2 separate regions of the Danio rerio genome follow, and region 2 is linked to region 1. Evidence: chromatin contacts called from public Hi-C data. All regions are on one chromosome and are shown on one strand. The core of a region is the stretch at or near the end of the contact, and the rest is flanking DNA. Distances in the headings are between cores, read along the strand shown.

Region 1 (5,174 bases), core at 1,412-3,911:
AATTTCACTGTCAATGAAATGTGGTTATTTAATGGTCGTTCAATTCAGTGTTTCCCAACCCTGTTCCTGGAGGCACACCAACAGTACATAGTTTGGATGTCTCCCTTATCTGACGCATTCCTTTTAGGTCTTAGAGTCTCTTCTAATGTTCTGATGAGTTGATTGATGTGTGTTTGATTAGGAAGAGGTTGAGAATGTGTACTGTTGGTGTGCCTTCAGGAACACGGTTGGGAAACACTGGTTTAATTTAAAAAGTCTTAAATAATTCGTTTAGATAATAATAACAAAGCTTTTCAGTTTTAGACTAAGTGCGTCAATCATTTTTGGCCTAGAATTTTCATTTGGGTGCATCCCTAAATTATGAATCATTGAATCATTAACTCACCAGGCCATATAACATTTCATACAGCACTGCGCCCAAACACCACCAGTCCACCGTTCGGTCATACGGCTGCTTGTGTAACACCTCCGGTGCCAAATACTGCAAGACAAACAGAAAACCCTTCAAAAAAGTTCACATACTGACTCCAGTTCAGCTGCAGTGTTTAAAACAAACTTCTGTGGACCAATAAAATGAAGTCCAGTATTCACCTCTGGCGTCCCACAGAAGGTTGACGTCGTTCCATTGGGCTCGATGTTCTCTTTGCACAGGCCAAAGTCAGTCAAGATGATGTGCCCTTGAGAATCCAGCAGAATGTTCTCGGGCTTCAGGTCTCGATAGACGATGTTCAGTGAATGCAGGTAACCCAAAGCACTGGCAATCTCTGCTGCATAGAAGCGAGCGCGCGGCTCCAGAAAGCATCGCTCTCTTTGCAAGTGATAAAACAGCTATGGAAGCACAGGGAGAAAGAGGAGACAGATTAGACTGTGAGTTCCACATCCTGAATGGCATACTTAATCAAAGCTTTCTAGACTCTCTACGATCCCGAACAATGGCAGGAAATGAGAACGTCACCCCCCCCGGCCCCTCAGAGACGTCTGTTGGGTTAGACCCAGTCTAAACCACCGCAGCTGCTAAATCTGGCTCTCCCACCTCACACACTTTCCCCTCCCAGCCATTTCCTGATGAGAGTTTCCTATTCAGAGCCCAGGCGCTCCTCTCATGACAGGATTTCCTTTTTTCTGTCTGCATCTACCTCGCTGTCTCTATTTTCTGTCACTCTCTCTCCTCAATCCTGATTGTTTGTAATGTCTTGCTTATTAAAGTACACACCTCTCCTCCATTGATGTAGTCCAGTACGAAGTAGAGTTTATCAGTGGTCTGGAAAGAGTAATGCAGGCCCACAAGGAATGGATGCTTGACATTCTTCAGTAACACATTGCGCTCTGACATAATGTGTTTCTCCTAAGGGTCAGAGGTTAAGAGGTCATGCATACTTACTGATTGACAAAAAGCTTAAGTGAATAGCTGTGTGCGTGTGTGATCTCATACCTCTTTTTTCTTTAAGATGGCTTTCTTCTGAAGCACCTTCACAGCATAAAACTTCTCATCGCTCCGGTGTCGTGCCAGGAGAACCTTGCCGAAGCTACCCTTTCCGATGACTTTCAGAAAGTCGAAGTCTGATGGTTTGGCGGTGGGGTTTGAGGAAGGGCCGAGGTTGATCTGCTGAGAGGGACTTGGCTGAGGAGCAGAGAGATATCATTGGATTAATAGGATTCAGACATTGTTTTGGAGTGAGATGCAGGCTGCATATAAACATGTTTTCTGCTGCTATAAACACAACATAAACACAAGCAGATTTACCGGAGGGGAAGGGTTGCTGTTCATTAGCTCCACATCTTGTGGTGGTGTCAGGTTTAGGATGGACTGAACCTCAGGACTGCAAGAACAACAAATCAGAGATGCACAGTGAGAAAACAAACGAGGATAAATCTATAAACAAGACAACTGGAAGTTAAAATAAATAAATCAATAAATATAATAATTAAAATAAACAAGAAATACACAGTTTGAATAATAGTTAAAAAAGTTATTTAAAACAATTATTGTTTTAAATAGATGTTTAAATCAAAAAGATGTATAATTGCTTGTTTTTAAATAAATGAGAATAGTTTAAATATAATAAATTATAACTGCATGTTTTAATAAAACAATTTGAATGAAATGACATATCAGTAATAATAATAATATACATGTATTCTATTTATTGTAATTTTATAGCTGAAATACATTTGTAAACATGCAATAAGTTACAAATAATGTGCATGTTTACAAATGTATTTCAAGTATAAAATTACAAAAAAATCGATACAGATATGTTATTTTTACTGATTTGTTCTACATGTGCACAGTTCCTTTCAGCATTTACATTAAACAAACTTACTGCTTGCATGCATAGGAGTTTGCAGAAAGCTTCTGGATGAAGTCATTCAGTCCCATCTTTCTCTGCTTCATAAAAGCTGCACATGAAAGACAAAACAGAGAAAGAAAACCTCCATTTAAAAAGCAGAATCACTTAATATTCTTCCCTTCTCTCACAAAAGTTGGCTCAAAAGATTCCATTCATCTGAAAAAAAACAAAGCGTACCACTCAGATTAGCTACTAGTCCTCTTGTTTTAGAGTAGGTCAAGTCTGGAGCTGAAACGCTCGTCTCCGTTTGGATTGTCATGGCTGTAGTTTTCCACTCTGGGCCCGAGACCAAAACGACACAAAGCGCTACTGAACTCCTACACTACAGTCCCAACTATTTAAAACACCGGAGGAGGAGCGTATGGATCGCGTAATGGGCGTGGCTTGTGTGGTGTTCTCGCACAGGGGGCGTTTCTTGACGCAACTCTCTGTTTGAGGAGGCGTGGCTTTGTGCATGTTCCTCAGCAGAGTCAAGCGTGACGTCTTTGAGGGGCCAACTGTGAGTGAAGGGAACATCAGCTCGTCACGCCCCGACAGTCTGATGTTATGTTACTTAACTTACAGTTGAAAACAAGATCTTGCCGGATCTAATAAGCGCAGGACTGCATGTTCTGTTGAGAGGAACGATCAAAACCAGAGCAAACCTGATCCAAATAGTACTGTACATTTTTTTTTATAAACAAACCTGCTTTGCTCCCTGGAATAGTCATAATACAGACGTCCCAGTCTTGTTGTTAACCAAAGCTACTTCAGAATAAACAGTTCACTACAGCTAGCCTACGAGTGCAGAAGTCAGTAACAATAGATTCCTTTGCAAATTTCTCTTGCTTTGTACCTCACGTTTTCCCCTCAAAGTCCCATTTCAAGCGTTGTGACAGATGACGCATGAATGAGACAAAAGAAAGGGAACTTGAGCCAAACTTGAGGACTCTCTGGAAAAGTACTGACTGGAATAACGCAGAAAGAATCATTCTTTTGTGTCAGATTATTTCAATGAATCAGTTGGACGATTCAATACCTGTGTTGTACCGAGAAACGTACCCTGCCACAAAATGCACACCCTCATAGACTTTCATTTGCACTCTCAGTCTATATTTAAAAAAATCAAAGGTCACAATTGATTAAAACGTAAAATCCTAATTATTTTGATGGATAAAGCAAGGAAGTGAACGCATTTTAAAACGCACTAGTTTTACAAATAAATGTAAAATAATAACATTGACTGTAGTGTAGCCTTTAGGCTTTTTGGTGGGTTTAAAACAGACATTTAGGCTATGCAACACATTTACTTTTACTTCTGTAAGGAAAGGGTTCCATTCATGAAACTCACCTCAGTCACTATCATTATCACAGTCATTATAGTGTCATATAACTCTATTAATATACAATATAACTGATTGGGCAAAACGTAATTAGTAGGACAAAGCTAGCTTATTATAATGAGCAAAATGAAAATGCAATAATCTTAAATTTTGGCCATACATGTGAGAGTTTACAGCAATAATCTACACCACAATGTCACGTAAATACGTTGAATCTCTTTTGAATGGGTGCTCGAATCGAACTGTTCGAAAGAACCGATTCGGGGATTTGAGTCAGACTTCACTTCATTAACTCTGCTCTAAGAGATATCAAACTTCTGCATTCATTCCTTGCCAAACAAAGCATGTTAGGGAATTTACGAAAGATTATGAAATGCCCTATTACACAAAGTTATGCAATGAAAAAACCGCAGACGGTTAATTAACTGTGCCAATCATGAAACTTAATAAGTTAGAATAAAAGCTGAGAACATAAGCCGCAAAAACATTTAAGCTCATAAATGGTTGGGAAGTCTCACAAATAATTTCGACTTAACCACTTATTACCAATAATAATATAAGAAGGTAGGCTATCTCTTTTAAACAGTAGACAGTGGAACTGAGCAGAAAACATTAAAGCTAATAAAAACATTCAAAAACACCAGCTGCTTTCAATGCATTTGCGAGTCTGAATGAACATGAACAAGGTCAATCAAACAACATTTGATTTCATGTGTATTTGTAGCGCAGTTTATGCTATATTTTGCATAAACTACCGTAATGTTTAACAGTTCTTATTATATTCCACGTTTAATACATCGTTATACTATAATTGCTAACAGGTCAGACATATTAATCAACATCAGACGTGTATTGTATTATTTTTCTCAAGAAAAGTACGAACCTTTAAATTCCGCCGAAGTTCTCATTGTGCTGTTAATCCTAGACTAGTCTCTTCTGAAAGCCGAGAGTGACTTTTCATATGTTTGATAAAGGCTGAGCCAAGTGCCCTTATCATCAGACTGTATCAATATAGCCCAGATACAAGTACAGTGTTAAAACCGGGTCACTGCCCGGAAGGTGATGCGCCTATGTCTCCGGTACATAAAAAGCGGACACCTACAGTGGACCGTAATTGTCAAAAAACAATTCCGTACATTTCCGCGAGAGCTTAATTCGGCGAGATTCAACTTACATGTCAGCGGTGAGGTTTTGTCTTTCATAGGGTCAGGGAAGAGAGTAAGGTGCCGCGCACTGGCTTGATGAGGAAGTTTTAAGGTGAAAGAAGAAATTTGTGAGTCCGCCGCATTCCACCGGGCTGATCTGACACCGGAGATCTGTGGGGCGGAGCTTCTCCAGCCCAACAATATGCTGCACTCTGAATGCGGAGCCACGGCTAAATGAACTTGGAAGCTGACCGTGGAAACAAAGCCAGCTGCCTACCTGAATGGGCATCATATGCTCGTGCAACTCAGCTGAGAACAACTGAAGGGTTTTCAGTAAGACTAGAGTCCGGCCCATA
Region 2 (5,174 bases), core at 1,293-3,792, 270 kb after region 1:
ATCCGCTAAAGTAGGAATGGCTGGAGAGTCCACTGACACATCGATATGGCTGTGCTTATTAAAGGTCTGCAGAGGAATCTTAAAGGAAGAGTCAGAACACATTAGTGAGGATGCTCTTAAGTCCTTTGAAGCTTTTTGCATGTTAAAGTGCTTCACAAAACTCTTATTAACAATTCATACTGAGAGAAACATGCATGTTTTGTACACAAGCGTGCATTAAGCTTGAGTTACAAAAATGAGGTAAATGCAAATGTATACTTCTTATATATTTTTTCTTATTTCATTTATTTATTGAAATGTACAAAACATTATGTAGACTGTAAGAATACAAAAAGTATCAAGACTTTTTTTTTTACAATTAGCCAAAGAAAAAAATAATAAGAACAATAAAACAAATAAAAAAACAACCCACCACCTCACCCATACATGAGGCACAAAAAAAATAATTTAAAATATGATAAAACATTGAATTGAAACAATAACATAAAACAAGAGAACGTTACAACTACAACAACAAAAAAAGACTAGAAAAATTAACAATTATTATACACAATAAACAGTTATTAAAGTCTAACAAAGGGAACTGTGTCAAAAAAGGGCCTCAAACAAAGTCTGCGGGCTTTTGTCTGACAGAATAAAATAAAATATATTTTTTCTGAATTTAAACTAAGCTAAAAAAAAAGCTTTGAGATTAAAAAAATGTAAAGGTCAAGACATGGCAGTTAGATTTGTTCTTGAAAACTAAAATAAATAGTTTTTTCTAAAAATGAAATGAATCTTAAATGAAACAAAATGTAAACATTAGACGACAAAAATGTCTCTGCAACTAACTAAAATAAAATGCTTAAACTAAAGAACTTCAATTGCTAAAAGTTGAAAAATTGAAATAAAAATTAAAAAGCTAAAATCAAAATTTTAAAAATCATCAACAAAATAAACATAACAAAAGTACATATTACACTAGGCCTGTGCGCTAAATCAAAATCGTATTGCAATTTGAAACGTTGCAGTTAGTTAATATCAAGAGGCTGCAAAATAAAATATGTACAGTTAAAGTCAGAATTATATACAAAAATAACGAATACCATCTGAGGTGAAGTGCTTCAAAACCAGTCCGCAATGCTATTAAACATGCTAGACTTTCTGCGATGGTGTCGTGAGACAACGCAGACATGGTATCAGTTGTCATCAACTATGCCATTACACGAGAAGAAACAATAGACTCTTGTCACAAAATTTTTGCCATGACATACAGATTATTGAGCTGAAGCTTGAGTTAAATTAAAATCAGCTTGAATTAAATCATAAACCAAATCACAATCCCAATCTGTCCAAAAAAATAATAAAAAATAGCAATTAGATATTTACCCCAAATCGCACAGCCCTATAATACACTGAACATATACAAACAATAAAACGAAACAAAATAGTGCCAAAATTGGTAAGTGGTAAAGTTGGCTTTATATTCTCACATTCGTTCAGTGACAACTTGCTTCCTATATGGTTTACCATGGTACTTTAAATATATTCAGCCTGAAATCACATGCAAGTATGACTTGAAAACAGCATTAGCTCTATTTATTTGCGTGTGAACAATGTTGTACTTTGATAGTCATTTGCTGCTAATATTATTTCACTATTTAGATTATGTAAATAATACTTTTCTGAAATTATATTATTAAGGAGAATGTTTGAATGTGTTAATATAAAACAAACTTTACCTCAATGAGTAACTACTGTAGTTTTTATTGATAGTATTCTTATATATTATTTTTAGTAGCAGTACAAATTTATTTCTACAGCATAAAATACCTGAAACCGCAACCGAGGGTAAGGAGAAAGAGGAAGATTTGTTCCAATCATTCGGACTAGGCTTCGGTACTGTCCACAGTGTGTACTTTCCCATACTGGAACCAACTGCAACAATACACACAAATGCACTGTTAATAAATTATAACTTTCATTAAATAACTTTTTTTATGTACTTGATTGTCTCTATACCATGTCTGGAGGCACTCCAAAATATTCCAGAACACATTTCAGCAGGTCAACGATGTCCTCCAGCAGAGACATTGACTGTGTGTGTGTATATTTTGCACGCTGGATTTCTGCTGACGGATGAACTAACAACACACAGACACTGCACCAAACTTCTCCACGTGACCAGAGGGATCAAATCAGCTGCATTCCGCTCAACTCTGTAACAAAACCCGCAATATAAAGATTATACATTAATTCTGAAATACTACGATAAAACTAATGACATAAATGCAAGATAATAGTAATCAAATGCAGCGGTAATTACCAGCATCGTCAACTGTCCTACCAATGAGTGCGTACGAAAACACACACACACACACACACACACACACACACACACACACACACGTATCTCAAACATATCCTATAACGTTATTTCACTTTTGGATATGTCTACGTTTCATTTAATCCTACGGTCGTCTTATTAAATGCCGTTTATATTTACGAAGACAATTTGTTTAATTAATGTTATTCACTTTACCTCCTCGCCGTCTCACGCTTCCCGTGCAGGTAAACTCAAATAAAGCTCTTTCTGTGAGGGCGTTTGTGATTGGTCCGGGCGGTGGGGTTGGCTCCAGTAGCCAATCAACTTGAAACATTTAGAAACGATGTCAAAGACGTTAGCCAATTATTTCGTTTGAACAGAAGGAGTGGGAAGTTTCGTATTTGTTTGTGTGTGCTGTTAAAAGTAACGGTAGCGGTGAGTACAGTGACAGTGTAAACTGATAAATTTAATTGTCGTATTAACATACACGAAGGAGTGTTTTGAAAACGATATGTAACAATGTTAACGTGAATAAATATAGATGTTATTTAATTTACAGTAATGTTTGAATAGCAATTTCAACACTTTAGCTGTTTTGCTAACACGCTATTAGCGGTAGTGTTTTGAGCATGTGTGCTATTCGCGTTAGCTTTTCTGAAGTCTCATGTTACCATGTGTGAACAAGGTGTACTTTTAAGGTCTCATTTTTTTCACGTAGTTGTTAATGCCTTATTATTGTCGAAATTTTAAAAGGCTATTATTGTAAACGGTCACGTGATCGAAACGGTTGAAATGTGCACAAAATAAAACAGAAAACATGCATGATACGCCCATAACATAAATACGATATTAAGATAGCATAATAAATAAAACAAATGCTGTGTTTTGTATAGAACAAAACCACAATTCATAAATCACATCTGTCCAATAGGAATGTAGCTTCTAGGTATCAGTAATGATTAAATCACACTGAACAGAGCTAAACTGAACTGAACTGAACTTAAACACTAAAACCTGAACCACACTGTTCCAGTTACTATGACCATTTATGTGAAGCTGCTTTGACACAATCTACATTGTAAAAGCGCTATACAAATAAAGCTGAATTGAATTGAATTGAGTATCAAATGGCCGTCAAATAAATTGTCTTTATATCCTCTGGTGTTTCAGATCTCCACAAAAAATGATGGACGCATTATCAGTCGTGACACAGCTACGGGACTTGGCATCAGAACCACAGAACCGGGAGGTTATTGTTCAGGACCAGGGTTGCCTTCCAGGATTAGTGCTGTTCCTGGACCACAAAGACCCTAAAGTGCTTTTTGCCACCCTTCAGGTACACTCAGACCTGATTTGTCAATTAACAAATCGTCACCTTGGAATTGTAAGTTCTATCTGCGTTCTGATATATTTCGAGATAATGAGCTCTAAAGTTTTTGCATTTCATATAGCAAAACATTTGTTTTGTTTTTTAATAAAACAAAACAAAACAAATCCCATAATGTAAGTAAGTTGTCATTTAATAAGAATATGTGAAAAACTAAATTTTGACAAAAATGTCAGATAGAACTTTATAAATATAAGGTGACGAAATGTTTTTATCTGTATAAATTAGAGTTTTAAAGTGTCTTCTCCTCAGGCCTTGCGGTACTTGGCTGAATCGCCCCGTAACATCAATACAATGAGAAATGAGCTTGGCATGATGGTCAGCCTGGAGTCATTGATAAAGAGGTGTTTTATTTTAAACTAAACACTTTTATCATTAGTAGTTTTTCCATTTATACCTGTAAATGTATAATGAAATCGAGCTTCTTCTATGATGTTCTGGAATTTATCAAATGAACTTTAAATTTTGATATACACTTTGAGCTTTAGTCTAATTATGCACACTGCATCAATGCACAAAATTCATTATCTTCCTTTTTCTATTCCCTCAAGGACCGATTTGACAACTGATATTACAGACCTAGCAAAAGAGGTTCATGATTTGTTAAACGCTCAATCACAGAGGCCGGGTTGTCAGACTCCAGAGCAACAGAAGAAGAAGAAGAACAAACCTCAGTTCTTCATTAACAGCACTAACAAGAAAGCCAAATCAGTTACCCTCCACATACAAGGCTTGGATGGGGCGGTATGTACAAAATGTGAAGCTGTCACGTGCACTTTTGATTGTTTCTTATGTTAGTGCAGATCGTAGACTAAGATGATGTATTGTTTTGACAGGATCAGAGAGGTGTGTGTGAAGAGGCTCTTCTAAGGGTTAAAGGTGTAATCAGCTTCACGTTTCAGATGGCTCTGAAGAGATGCACTGTACGCATTCGTGCTGATCTGCCTACTGAGGTATTACTTTTTTTTTTTAAAGGGAGGAGTTAAATAAGCACAGATGTGGTATTGCGATATGCATGAAAATTGTAAAAGCAAATGTGTTTATTTTTTTCTAGAGTCTGGCCACTGCCATTGCTTCCACAAAAGTGCTTTCGGCTAAGCAGGTTGTAAAAGATGAAAATGGAGAAGAGGTGGGTGCTTCTTTTGCTGATCCAGGGCTCAATAATATGTTGGTCTGGTCTGGTCAAGTCAGATTTTTATATTTTGCCATTTTAATGGTTATCAGTTTTGATTGATATTTGTAATATATGTGCACACACACGTATACACAAACAGATATGGGGGGGATAAAAGATCTACTGAAAATTAACAGATTCTCTGCATTTTCTAGGCATAGGTTTAAATAAAATAATTTTTTTGTTTTTATTAAAAAATGTATAACATTTTTTTTTTTAAATAACAATTTTTTTGTCATTTTTTTTTCTTTTACAAAAATTGTCATTTGCTCAGAATAAAGGCCCAATCAGACCAATGATGATTTTTA

What was found. A called contact is a pair of places that touch in the nucleus more often than the background predicts.
Region 2: a Hi-C map of embryo shows a contact between it and region 1, with 2.0 times the contacts expected there. The contact joins the promoter of mtfr2 here to the promoter of sgk1 in region 1. A contact is called at or near these places in 4 of 18 Hi-C or Micro-C datasets (caudal fin, embryo, hematopoietic stem cells and 1 more).

Annotation. Positions count from the first base shown.
Region 1 is chr23:34,585,762-34,590,935 of GRCz12tu, forward strand. sgk1 (serum/glucocorticoid regulated kinase 1) reads right to left here and starts at 2,662. Exons shown (of 10, transcript NM_199212.1): 1 at 2,529-2,662; 2 at 2,325-2,400; 3 at 1,745-1,820; 4 at 1,433-1,621; 5 at 1,214-1,345; 6 at 592-828; 7 at 386-481. The coding sequence starts at 2,610.
Region 2 is chr23:34,853,457-34,858,630 of GRCz12tu, forward strand. It overlaps mtfr2 (mitochondrial fission regulator 2), which reads right to left and starts at 2,543. Exons shown (of 8, transcript NM_001077285.1): 1 at 2,522-2,543; 2 at 2,002-2,198; 3 at 1,813-1,917; 4 at 1-78. The coding sequence starts at 2,073. armc1l (armadillo repeat containing 1, like) reads left to right here and starts at 2,665. Exons shown (of 7, transcript NM_199539.2): 1 at 2,665-2,740; 2 at 3,476-3,641; 3 at 3,945-4,036; 4 at 4,244-4,436; 5 at 4,529-4,645; 6 at 4,747-4,821. The coding sequence starts at 3,489.